Linked DNA regions of Oncorhynchus mykiss: region 2 is linked to region 1. A link is a contact called in public Hi-C data. All regions are on one chromosome and are shown on one strand. Each heading gives the region's core, a stretch centred on a gene start, on an enhancer-like site or on the middle of the called end of the contact. The rest is flanking DNA. Distances are from core to core; before and after follow the strand shown. Region 1 holds the start of vig1 (viperin). Region 2 overlaps rnf144aa (probable E3 ubiquitin-protein ligase RNF144A-A).

Region 1 (6,962 bases), core at 3,307-5,806:
CGCATTCTGTAAGAACCGACGCTGATGATGAGAAGCAAGTACGGAGAGTGAACATTTTAATCTTGCACAGGACAGGAATAGTTCCAGAACCGGGGGAACAAAACGACATACGACAATCAATGCGGAAGTGCGGAACAGAGATGGGGAACAGACAAATATAGGGGAGGTAATGACACAGGTGTTGAAGTCCAGGTGAGTGCAACGAATCGCTGAGAAAAAAGAAAGAAAAAACAAGTCTGAAATGAATCTCCTGACCACAATGGAATTAGACATCAAAATGTAATTTGCTTCAAAATGTAATAGGCCAATCAATAGGAAATGTAATTCAGAAATTGCATTATACAATAAGTTCATTTCCGACCAGGCCGATGACGAGTGAACATTTGATAGTGAAATTTGCTCAGTTGGGTAATCCTCTCCATAATGCACCATCGACATTGAAAGCAAAATGCCAGTGACGCCTTTCGTCATTTAGATAAAGTTAAACACAGTAGCTATTGATAAACTGGGTAGTTTGGGTCCTGGATGCTGGTTGGCTGAAAGTTGTGGTGTATCAGACACGCGGATATGATGCAACATTACTTGTTTACTGTTTCAATTGCATTGATAACCAGTTTTCTTCAAGTGAAAATGCCCGCAAAGTCGGAGTTTGGAGGATATATTGGCATGGGTGTTTGAGGGCTGGCAAACCGTTCCAATATATCCTCCAAACATCGGCTTTGAGGGCATTATCACTTTTATACAACTGGTCACCAACATATTCAAATAACGATTGACACATTTTCATAAAAAAACATTATTTTGTTGAATTTATTCATACTATTTCATCCTTTCATGAGATATAGACCCAACACAAATCTAAGGGTGCTACCCAAACTGGCTGGTCGTTCGTTCTATCAGTTTGATTGCCAGAGACGCGACCTAGTCATTAGGTATTTTTGTTCAGTATCAGCTTTTCATTCTAAATGTTCCATTGCCCATGCTGGCTGGCAACGTTCTTATCCCTTGCTTGCTAACTAGCCAACTACAGCTAACATACAGTTACATCAAACAGTGCAGCCAGAATAACAGCAAATTAGCTGCATTTGCGTTTGTTTAAGCTGTTTTCTATTGACATTTCTTTATGTATATCCATAAAAATGATGCCAGCTGATTCATGATTTTGACTGGCTGAGAAAAGTTGTCTGCCTGCCTGTATTGTCCCGACACGTTCATTACTATGGGACAGCTGGAGATCGAATTTCCATATTGAAACGATGTTACAAATATCGGAGAGACAGGCAGAAAGGTTAAATACAAATCTCTGCTGTTGGAAACCAAATGCAAGTAAAAAAGAAATGGGAAATAATGTCTAGATGCTTTTTATAGTGGAGATCAAGTTCATACATTGGATTGAGCAGTTAGATGGAACAGAGTAAATAGGCATGTCAATGTCATAGTTTGTGGAATAGAGACTGGCTGGAATGCAGTTTTAACCAATCAGCATCCAGGATTAGACCCAACCATTATATTAAATAGCAATAAGGCACCTCTGGGGTTTGTTGTATATAGCCAATATACCACTGCTAAGGGCTGTATCCAGGGACTTCATGTTGCGTTGTGCATAAGGACAACCCTTAGCCTTGGTATATTGGCGATATACCACAACTCCTTGGGCCTTATTGCTTAAATATAATCAAATTAAGTTAGACCTATACACTTGGTGTCCAAACTTTTAACTGTCACTGAATATATATATATATATATATATATATGTATTATACTGTATATATATATATATATATATATATATATATATATATATATATATATATATATATATATATATATATATATATATATATGGGGAGCCTACACCCTAAAAGTAGTGGGATGAGGTGGTGGGTTTTGGGAAATAATGTATAGGAGCAGGGTGAGATGGTGCAATATAAGTTTTTCACATTCCCCTTGTCCCTTTTTTCGGTGGGTCCCAAAATGTGCAATTCGCATGATCTGCGAAAGGCAGCAATACGCCACACAGTGTCTAGTCTGCCGGAAAGACACATGAAGAAGAAGTAGAAGAAGTCAACAGAGGCTGCATTTCAAAGTCATAAAAGACACACCCTCGTCTTCTTACCCTTGCAGTATGTCCTTGGGGGAATCCCCGCGGTCATATTTGTCGTCGGTCCAAATGATTAGCCAAGCAACGTAAGCCCCTCAGTCCTCGTTTTTAATGGAGTTTGCAAGTGTACAGTTATGTTCAGTTCGGAGCCTGAAACGCCCCATAATTCAATTAGCAATGATTGTGCATCCGCTAAGAAAAGTCTGCCAAAACTTCAAACCTCAACATCAATATGGATAAGTCAACATACAAGTGTAAGTAAAAACAACTGTAAAAAGATTAGAAATTGTGCTTCTAACGCAAATGACAGCACAAACACGTCTCATAAAAGTAATGTTTTTGTTTGGTTAGCTTTTGGAAATTGTAGAAATAAAAAAAAATATTTATTCAGAAGTTCCAGCTAGGCAGGCTAACGTTAATTAGCTAATTAATTTGCTAGCTATCAGACAGTAGGCATATATTAATAATATATATATATTATATAGTTAATATAAGTATATATGCAATCATAATTGACTGTAGAGCATATAAGGCACAAGCTACCGGTGGCTGAAAACACAATCATCGAGGGATGAACGAGTGACGAATTTCCGGGCAAGGGCAGTCCATTTAAAAATCATTCCTTCCTCTGTCGCCCCTTGTCCTGCAAGTGTATACTCGTCAGACGTCATGATACGTCATCAGAAGTGTCCACTTAATTTGAGGGCTGAGGGGATAAGGTGTGTATTTTAAGTGTTTGGAAAGCAGCCAGAGACATTCACCGACAAATTAGGTCATTCCAATGTGTCACTGCGTATTTTATTAGGATCGCTTTTAGTCCTCATTTGGACTAATCTTCCAAGAGTCCTTAAACATTAAAATACAATTTATAACAATTAGCTTTTTGGTCAGAATGTAAATAAAATAGGCATAAGGTTAGCAGTGTGGTTCAATGTAGGTTTAAAATCACAAAATAGCACGCCTGATTTGGGAAACTGAGGAGAAAACGAAACTTATGGCGCACTTGACAAGCAAACCAAAACTTTAGCCATATTACCAAAAACGAAAGTGATGCAATGTGCACCTGACTGTCTGAGATAAGGGCTGCGTTTCAATCTCTATAAGACACACCCTCGTCCCCTTACCCTCGCCTTATGCCCTTGGGGGAATCCCTGTCACCATCTTGGACATCGGTCCAAACGATTAGCCAAACAAGGGAAGTTCGCAATGTAAGCTCCTCAGCCCTCGTTTTTGATTGAGTTTGCGAGTGTACAATTATGTTAACTTCGGGCCTGAAACAGCACATAATTCAACTCATGATGATTGTACATCTACTAAGAAAAGTCAGCCGAAACATAAAACCTTAACATCAATATGTATACGTCAATATGCAAGTGTAAGTAAAAATAACGACCGTAAAAAGTTTAGAAATTGTGCTACTAATGCAAACGATGGCACAAACAGTCTTGTAAAAGTAATTATGTTTTGTTTGGTTAGCTTTTGGAAATTGTAGAAATAAAAAATGTTCCTTCTTCAGAAGTTCCAGCCAGACAGGCTAACGTTAGGTAGCTAATTAATTTGCTAGCTATCACACAGTAGGCGTATATTAATCATTATATAGTTAATATAGGTAGACATGCAATCATAATTGACTGTAGCGCATATAAAGCACACACAAGCTACCTGTGGCTGAAAACACAATCATCGCGGGATGAATAAGTGACGAATTTCCATGCAAGGGCGGTACATTTCACAATATTTACTTCCTTCCTCCCTCGCCCTGCAAGTGTACTGTATTCTCGTCAGACGTCATGAGACGTCATCAGAAGTGTTCACTTAATTTGAGGGCTGCCGGGATAGGGTGTCTTTTAAGCGTTTGGAATGCAGAGGTGGGCCTATCATAATATGGCTGTTACTACCTGTCCCATGTCCTCACCTAAATTACGCTAGTGAGTCAGCTAATTTGCATGGCACTATTAGGGTATGAAGGCCTATTCAAAGCGCTTAAGCATGTAGGCGTGTAATAGGACTGCATTTGAATCAAGGCATACTTTTATTTTCAAGTTTTTAGAGCACTGCAATGATGGCCATTAAGCGTAATTGCACCACTACTCATACAGTTGGTAGCCATTGGGCACAGATGTCAGTTCAATGTTTAGTTTGGTTTAGCCTACATTTGGTTGAGTTGTCAACAAACGTGAATTACATGTGAAATCGACAACAACAAAACACGTTTTACAAATCCAATCAGTTATCCACGTTGATTCAACATAATCACGTTACATTTCGGGGGGTTGAAACAACGTTGATTGAACCTGTTTTCGATCTGTTCAAATGTGGACATTTCGGTTTCCTTATTAGCAAATAGAAACCCAGATGATGTTTTGATGAAACGTAAGTTACTTTACAACGCCAGGCGACGCGTCGTGTATCGCGGTATACATAGAGTCAAGTGAGCCCTGCATCAGACGTTTCAACTCGACAGGCCAGGTGAAGACTAGTAATATTGTTCTCTACCCAAATCGTGTTTGTGAAGATGTTCCTACAGCGCTGCATGAGTTTCCTCCAGTGCATCTTTGCAGCTGTTCTGGCCTGGATCGGTGTGCGAGGACAGCAGGTGCACGGCGCATCACAGTTCTCTTCTACAGGAAAAGTCAATCCAGCTACAATCAAGGTGGTGAACAATGTTATTTCTCAAGCTTCGGCAACTCCAAGCAGTGTCAATTATCATTTTACCCGACAGTGCAATTATAAGTGCGGTTTTTGTTTCCACACTGCAAAAACGTCTTTTGTCCTACCTATTGAGGAAGCAAAGAGAGGTTTACAGCTTCTGAAGGAATCAGGTAAGTTTGCCCAAATATTATATTTATGCTATTTCAAATCCATATTTAAATTCACATGGTATGTTATGACAGTATTATTATAGCCTATTGCTATGTCATTTAATGTTATATTCAGTGTTTACAATTCAGAATTTCATTATTTTTTGCAGGACTGGAAAAAATAAACTTTTCTGGCGGAGAGCCTTTCATACACGACAGAGGAGATTTCTTGGGGAAATTAGTCCAATACTGCAAACACGACCTCCAGCTCCCAAGTGTCAGTATTGTCAGCAATGGCAGCATGATCAGAGAAAAGTGGTTCCAAACATATGGTAAGATGGTTTTCATTTTCATTTCTGTGTTAAAATAAAATAAAGCACCCATCATAAACAAACAATCCTCATTATTCTCATGCGGTCAGAAAAAAAAGGTCATTTGATTGACACTAGATGTCAGCACTGAGTAAGTTTTTGATATAAGGTCACAAAATGTAAACTCAGAGAAGCATTTCACACGTTTTATTTGAAAAGCTTCACAGTTGACTCCTTACAAAATGTAGGACTCATCATAAAAGGCATCCTTTGATCATCAAATTGTTTAAAAAAATACTTGTTGATATTTTATCTCAATAAATCTATACTGTCACGTGAATGTGTGGATACATTTACAATACATTGGGGTTTCAAAATACAATTGTTTGAGATGATGTCAAAAACTCTCCTTGTCCTCACAGGCGAATACCTGGACATTCTGGCCATTTCTTGTGACAGCTTTGACGAGGACACCAACCAGACTATTGGCAGAGCCCAGGGCAGGAAGAGCCACCTGGACAACCTCTTCAAGGTCCGTGACTGGTGCCGGAAGTACAAAGTGGCGTTCAAAATCAACTCTGTGATCAACACCTTCAATGTGGATGAAGACATGAGAGAAAACATCACAGAACTCAACCCTGTACGCTGGAAGGTTAGGGTGTTCCAAAGCATTAACATTACACACCAGTAATGCTGTATCTGTGAATAGAGGTGTCTTCTCATACCATAGATGTAACAAATGAGTTGTATGGCCTTGACTTCACTGTGTGTGCTGTATAGGTGTTCCAGTGTCTGCTGATCGATGGCGAGAACGCTGGGGAGAACAGTCTGAGGGAGGCAGAGAGGTTTCTCATCAGTGATCAGCAGTTTCAGGACTTCCTGGAAAGGCACAGCAGCATCAGCTGCCTGGTACCAGAGTCCAATCAGAAGGTACGGGACTGTACTTAAGACAAAGAGAACACAATATTATATTTTTTATTGTCCGTTATATACAGTATATTATGATGATTCAACAACTACTACTCTATTTAAGTTGTTTCCAAATGCTACTAAGGTTTAAAGTACACTATTAGAAAAAAGGGTTCCAAAAGGGTTCTTCTGCTGTCCCTATAGGAGAAGCCATTTTGGTTCCAGGTAGAACAATATTTTGGGTTGCATGTAGAACCCTCTGTGGACAATATTGTAATACAAAATTAGTTTTGACATTAACATGTTTCCTTGTTGTCTTCTCTTGTCAGATGAGAGATTCCTACCTCATTCTGGATGAATATGTAAGTCCTTTTTTTCAATCCGTTATTTTACATGATACTCACTCTACATTCAGTCTTAGCATGCCCTTTAAAGGAGACAGTCCTCATCCATCAGAACTATTGAACAGCTGTCTAAATGCTTCTCATCGATTGAGATTTATAGACATGTACCTTCACATAGTAAGTCCCAGAGTAATGTGTGGCTTCAATCTTGATCAGAGGGGATTTACAGGCTTTGAGAAGGATGAAATGAGATGCTGTTTTGTCGATATTTTATTTTTTATTAGAATTAGGTATGAGGTTTCATAGCATTGATATTTCGATAATGGACTAGATTGTCAAAAGGCTCTTCTATGACCAGTTGTTAACACTTTATAACAACTTTCATGATTAAGCCTTTATAAATGCTTATACAATTCTTTATAAATGATTCCTCATGTTCTAAATGCTTATGAATTAGATTTTTTTTTTAAATGCTTTTTTAGATGCGTTTCCTGGA
Region 2 (6,962 bases), core at 1,917-4,416, 58 kb after region 1:
GTCAAATGAAGTAGGACATGAAAGGTGTGCATTAATTCACTCTGGCCAGATGCGATCAATAGCCGGAGAATTGGCTCAGAAAAATGAATGTGCTTGTTCCCTGTCCGCCTCTCTGACACTTGAGAGGACAGCCGACAGCATCACCTGCTCTCCTTTCTGGCCTTCAAGAGTCAGCAGCACTCAGGTGGGAAAAGGACACAAAAGACCTGCCTTTAAGATGAATAGAAGAAAGAAAAGCCTGAAAGGAGTGCGGAAAAAAAGGCTGTGACGAGCACACTTTACATTCTCTCATTTCGTTTGCATTTCAGGTGTTAGGAGAAAATTCTGTTGATGTTTATTGCAAGCTTAGATCTATTGTACATTAACAAAGGCTGTTCAAGATCTGTGGCATGATAAACTGTATGAGTGGGTAATCTCTCGTGGCATTCTGGATCTCTGATATATCATGGTCTTTGTTCTTTAGCGTCATTCAGCAAAAACAATTGTTTCAACCAACATTTGTTTAAGAAACGTAACACACTGAACATTGCTCTCGCTCTCTCTCTCTCTCTCTCGCGCGCTCACCGTGTCTCCTCAGCTCCTTCTACAAGAGTGACGATGACGATGGTCCCATCAAGCGCTGTCCCAAGTGTAAGGTGTACATCGAGAGGGACGAGGGCTGTGCCCAGATGATGTGCAAGAACTGCAAACACGCCTTCTGCTGGTACTGTCTGGAGTCACTGGACGTGAGTAGAGAACCTTGTCGCACGCGAACACACACCCCTTTCTAGTGGTACATTCTGGAGCCCCTGGATATGAGTAGAACCTTGTCCCAATGTTTCCCCAAAACACCTCCCCACATCTGTGCTGCTGCAACATGTTCGCATAGAATAATACACACGTATCTTTGCAAATGAGTTTTAATTTCCCTTTTCAGCATGTTGGTCCTGACTTCAGTACAGCAGTCTGAAATGTGCATAGAATTCACTCTGTGTAGATTTCGCATGTCTGGTGTGAGCAGTGATCCAATGTGTTATCAGGGAATAACAGCACTGCAGGAGGTGTGATAAGGCTGCAGGCGGATGGATTTCCAAATCCAAAACCCGTTTTTATGACGTTTGATACAAGACAATGGAACTGAAACGGAGGGATTTTATCTGGGCTTGTAGGAGGCTTTACTTTGGCAGTGGCTTAAGTCAATTCTAATTGCAGACCACAGGCGATTTTACACGACACTGGTAATTTAAAAGCAATTTTCTCCAAGCAGCTGCCCCTACCTCTCAGTACTAATCATAGATCATTCTTTTCTCCTCTTTCTCTCTGTCTGTCTGTGTCTGGGTCTGTGTGTGTGTGTGTGTGTGTGTGTCTGTGTGTGTGTGACACACAGGATGACTTCCTCCTGATCCACTATGACAAAGGGCCCTGTCGAAACAAACTGGGCCACTCCAGGGCGTCTGTCATCTGGCACAGAACACAGGTGAGTAAAGTTAGTGCGCCCACTTTCCTCCTTTTGTCTCTCTCTGTCTCTCACACACACACACACACACACACACACTGGACTTCCCCTATGTCTGCAGCATGTGGCAGGGCACATGCAACACACTTTTCCCCTCACACAAACACTTCCACGCGCACACATGTTTAACGTGAATAATCATGGATGGTGCTCTGTGAAAACACTAGTCGGTAGGAGAGCACAGCTTGGTCGTTGTGCTCTGTGTGTTGGCCCGTTGTTGTTTGTGTCAACATGTCTCCAGCATTGCTTTCTTACAGCAGATTTTTTTTCTGCGTATAATATGTGGACATTTGCACGTCACTTATGGGTTAGAGTAATGCTTTTACTCTGGCACAGTCTCTAAAGTAAAAAGCAGGGGCGCAACTTTCACTGCACATTCTGAAATTTCATTTTTTTTTTCTTCATCTTTTATCATTGGAATGTGATCCAAAACGAGGCAACGGTGTGCTTTAGGACCATGCGGACGCCTCCGAGTTGACTGGATAAAGAATGATATTCATGAAAACCAAAGTTGCGCCCCTGGTAAAATGTAACACTGGTTGCTCAATGTTATTTGATGGTACTGTTAAGCTGTTCAGTTGCAACACACATAATGCTTGCCACACGTTATGTAATAAAAGTCAACACATCCTTTTTAGAATTCTGATTCTAATATCGAATGAGAATATTGAGTAGACGTTCTATATTTTCCTGTTCACCCAGTCGACGTTCAGCTCTCGCTATCATCCAGCACATATCTAGTCATAGACGAGCACATTTCCCGGGTTTAACAGAGCGTTGTGAACGCTAGCGTACACACTGACATCTGTTGCCCAGTAGGACAGGCTGAGTCATTTGAGCATGATTACAGCTTGTGGTACTGCACCTCCTTTACCCAGCCCATGCAACCTCACTGCTCCCCAAGCCCAGTCTCTCTCTTTAGCTCCTCATGAACGCGTAACACATACAGAAAGGACACCGGGGCCCTTATTCACAAAGGAAGTGCTGATCTAGGATGAGGTCCTGCCTGTCAATGTCATCTTATTCATTATGGCAAAAACAGATCCTAGATCAGCACTCCTACTCAGACATTTTCCGAATTAAGGCCCTAATATATCCTGCCTTTTGATAAAGAAAGCTCAGCCTCTCTGTTTTCTGTTTTCGCCTCTGTATCTGATTTTCAAATCCGTTTTGAGATTTGAGCTGAGGGGGTTGCATCCGCTAGGGACGCCGTAGAAGGAATGAAGGTCACCTCTCTCGACGCTTACTGTTCTCAGACCAGACATGGTCTATTTTATACGGTAGCTTTGTCAAGGGTTTGGTTGATCTGAGCGAATAGGATATCATGATAACCCCGGTATGCCGGTGTAACTAAAGGTTCATGGGGTGCTCGTCTGGGTAAATAATGTGATTACGGAGACCTCCGAAAAGAGGGAAGTGGACAGAAATACACGAGAAGGGATCGCATCAGCAATGTGTATATACATGCATGGAGCTATTTTATCGAAAGGTCTTTGTCATAGGCTGCCACTCTCTGCTGTCTTGTCCTTCATTGGCCCGCCCTGGGTGATCCTCAAAATGACTCTCCTACTCTGACACCGGCAGAAGTCCATTAGGTTATTCTAAGGCAGGTTTGCGTGTAATTGCTACTTTCGAAGGCCGTTTTGTAGCTGAGGAGATGTTTCTGCTTGTAGCTGATGCCCCCATGTGGTGAGATGGGAGACTTGCACTACAAAGATTGAAAATAACTTGCATGGTGGGTTATGACCACGTCAAACAAGAGAGCAAGTTTTGAGAAGGGAAGTGGAAATTATTTGGTGTGTATTATCTTGTTAAGGGATCTCTCATACGCTAGTCCTGTTTTTTTTTAAAGTATTTTCTATATAGTGCCAATTGTGTCCTTCCTGATATTTTTGCAGTGTAGCTAAACAAACGGTGTCTTATTAGCTTGTGCCTCTGCCTTGTTTGCAGTCTCTTACTTTCTCTCCTCTCTCTCTTTCTCCAAGGTGGTGGGGATCTTCGCTGGCTTCGGCCTTCTCCTGCTGGTGGCCTCTCCCTTTCTCCTCCTGGCCACGCCCTTTGTCCTCTGCTGTAAGTGCAAGTGCAGCAAAGGGGACGACGACCCCCTGCCCACCTAAACCCCGCCTCGCTAAGCAGGCGGCCATATTTATTTTTCGTCCCTTTCTTCCGTTTTCTCCCTCCGCTTCTGGCGGTGCTTCATTTAACGGGTCTGGGGCCAAGCTGCACCGTCTCGGCCCAGCCGCATCCCGATCCATCTCGCTCGCAGTGTCATGGTGGGAGAGGAGGAGTTGTGTTGACCCTGTGCTCCCTGGCCTGGTGGAAGATGGGTTCACAGAGGTCAGACTTTGTGGACGACAACGACGCGCCTCTCTGTGGGCTTGGGGGCCATGTGTCCGTTTACTGTAGCAGGGCCATGCTGAGGCCTTGAGGTGAGCTACAGGCAGTGGTGTAGTACAGAACCGAAGAGGATGTTTTATCAAGAGAAGGGGGATAAAGATGTGATGTCTGAATCCTCTTGTTGGAGACAGTTTCATGCAGGAGCTGCTACTATTGGAGGACCTTCACCTTAACTCGTTTCAAGTCGAGTTTCTTGTTTTTGTTGGTTTGTAAAACACAAAGCTTTCCCCCCACCCCTCTACTCTCGCTTTTTATCTCTCAACATACAGGAAATACCACTGGAGTTGGTGTTTTGTGTTTACTCTGTTTGCACATTAAAGACACTCAGTTTGTCGCTTTAAGTACCAGGGCGGGAGTCGGGAGGTTTTCTGTCTCTCACTCCCCTGTACAGCACGTTCTCTTGGTGATGTCTGTGTTTCTGTCATCTTTTGCTCTGTTCCCACTATCAGCAAGAAGTTATTGTTTTTACAAAATGGATTTGAACTCCTATTTCTGTCTTTAAAAAAAGTATATATATATATATTCTTACCCCCTTTTACTCCCCAATTTCGTAGTATCCAATTGTTAGTAGTTACTGTCTTGTCTCATCGCTACAACTCCCCGTACGGACTCGGGAGAGACGAAGGTCGAGAGCCATGCGTCCTCCGAAACACAACTCAACCAAGCCGCACTGCTTCTTTAACACAGCGCGCATCCGACCCTGGAAGCCAGCCGCACCAATGTGTCGGAGGAAACACCGTACACCCAGTGACCTGATCAGTGTGCACTGTGCCCGGGCTGCCACAGGAGTCGCTACTGAGACAAGGATATCCCTACCGACCACACCCTACCTAACCCGATGGACCTCCCGGTCGCGGCCTGCTGCGACAGAGCCTGGGCTCGAACCCACAGTCTCTGGTGACCTTAGACCACTGTGTCACCCGGGAGGTCTATGTGTCTTTTTGAGAGGGTGTCCCAAACTCCTTCTCACAGCCCAAAAAGAGGACTCCTGGTCCTGTGTTTACAAAGAGTCTCAGAGACAAAACTGATCCAATATCAGTACTCCTACTTCAAGACACTTTGTGAACATGGGCCCTGAACATTCGTCTCCCCATCCACACAGACGTGAACAAACCGTCTGGAACTGGTTCTGACTTGTGTTGTCGAATGGAATACTTTAATATAGATGTCATGGGGTTCATTCTGAGTTCCTCTCAACTAAAATATGAATCATATTTAGCCACATAGCAACAAATGGCCTTAAATGAATAAGAAACGAAGCCAAAAAAAGCCACCTCCCAGTATTCTGATGAAGGGGGAAAAAAACTGTCTACAAAAACACATGGCCATTGTCCAATTCCGTCCTCGTGAAAGCACACTTAAATAATGAATTTGTTCAATGCGTCAGTCATTCATTAAAACCTGTCTATTTTCAGGTGGAACATAGGAAATGAAATTGTCTCTCTGATACAAAGATGTCCCTTCATATGATCTATGTTACACTGATGTTGGTCATATATCCAACCTCTGTAATGAACAATAATCCTATATAATGTTTTTTTTTTTTAATGGTGTGAGTCCGTGGCAAACTTGCATAATGTTAGTGGTATTGTTGTCAGCGTTTTTGTTGGGAGCCAGTCGAGAGCTCTCACTACATGCAGCTACTGCAACCTTTGCAGGGATATAAAATGTCAAGAACTTCACTGGACTGTTTTAGACACATCTGAAGACTGCTCTACACATGACTGTATCTATGCAAGTTTGTACATTTCCTATCTTAGTACCTTAGTCTTGCTAACAGTGTGGTCATATCAAGTGGTCCAGTATGTTATACCAGATTCCATGTGCCATTATCACGTCACACAGTAGAATTTCACAAAAGGGTGGTTGACTTACATCAGACAGATAGTTTCTTTTTTTTTTTTTCTTTTTTCTTTTTTATCTATCATTATTTTCCCTTAAGTTGTTCCCTCAGAACTTGTGGTGAGGGGGCATTTACTGTAGCTACACCATTTCTCACTCTGAAACGCATTTAAACTCAAGAGATCAGTCATTGGCGTTCCGCCATCAATAAGCCACTTTGGAACACATACAGGAAATCCTGGGTGCCAGTCTGTTTCTGCTCTCTTGCCAACTCCGTATGAAATTGTCATGCAAAACTGTCTTGACAATGGATTAGGGGAAAGCACAAACAAATCCGGGACTACTGTAGACTACATACAGAATACTGAGATACTCTTCTCAGAAATCCCTGATTTTTTAAAAAATGTTGCTCTTCCGTATTGGGCTCCACGTAGCATTCAAAGAGTGGGTATGGCAGTTACTGGAACTAGCATTAGCCATTCACCTCTAGCTCATGGTAGCCACCACACACAAAGAAAACATTAGCCTTAACTTGTAAGTACCTCGTACATTTTAGCCCCATCCTTTTCTGCTAACCCTTGATGCATGCAAGTTGTCAAAGACTCGAGTTAAAAAAAAAAAAGTTGAGCTAATTTACCCTCATTTTCTGGCAGTAGGGAATACGAAGGTCCCAACTGAACATGTGGACCACTGAGCTGACCGTGTCTTTGTGTGACAATCATGTCAAGCAAGTCTTGTGGGTGGCGATTAGAGAGTAAGTGACTAGTTTCAAGCATTTTAAGGTTTGTAAAGTAAAAGTGGAGATCTTATGTCTGTATGGCCAGTGCCAGTTGCAGGCATAATCCAATCAGGGTCTCAACTTACTATTGAGAGTAAGAATAGTAGAGTACACCAAGGTGCCATTTTGGAATTTGGTTGTGCATTAGCAGTTTTTCTCTTTGTCACTCACTGACAGTCAATTAGCAATGTCAGTTAACAATTTTCAGAGTGGTAGTTAGTCTAGCCATCTATCTGAACTCCTAGTAATCATGGCCGCATACCGACCGGGCATGCATGGCACGTGCCCAGGGGCCCTGACCTCCAGGGGGCCCCCGTTTTAGATTTTGTTGGTCATTCTCAATCCGATATCAGATAAACATGGCATCATTAGAAAATGTGTAGAATTGCAGTAAATTGGCTGTAAAACTCAAATGTTTTCTCTCCAACTCTTGGCAAAGTATGTAGAATT

Evidence for each region. A called contact is a pair of places that touch in the nucleus more often than the background predicts.
Region 2: a contact with region 1 is called in a Hi-C map of liver, with 4 times the contacts expected there. The contact joins the enhancer-like site here to the promoter of vig1 in region 1. A contact is called at or near these places in 3 of 3 Hi-C or Micro-C datasets (blood and liver).

What each region holds. Positions count from the first base shown.
Region 1 is chr25:9,594,042-9,601,003 of USDA_OmykA_1.1, forward strand. vig1 (viperin) reads left to right here and starts at 4,557. Exons shown (of 6, transcript NM_001124253.1): 1 at 4,557-4,923; 2 at 5,073-5,234; 3 at 5,636-5,865; 4 at 5,994-6,143; 5 at 6,452-6,484; 6 at 6,949-6,962. The coding sequence starts at 4,617.
Region 2 is chr25:9,653,150-9,660,111 of USDA_OmykA_1.1, forward strand. It overlaps rnf144aa (probable E3 ubiquitin-protein ligase RNF144A-A), which reads left to right. Exons shown (of 9, transcript XM_036962724.1): 6 at 578-725; 7 at 1,367-1,465; 8 at 3,481-3,565; 9 at 3,716-4,283. The coding sequence ends at 3,792. Among protein-coding and RNA genes, the nearest start is that of rnf144aa, 53 kb to the left of the region's middle. Within about 2 kb of position 3,167, at least 2 of the 11 cell types and tissues checked have an H3K27ac peak or open chromatin away from gene starts, as enhancers often do.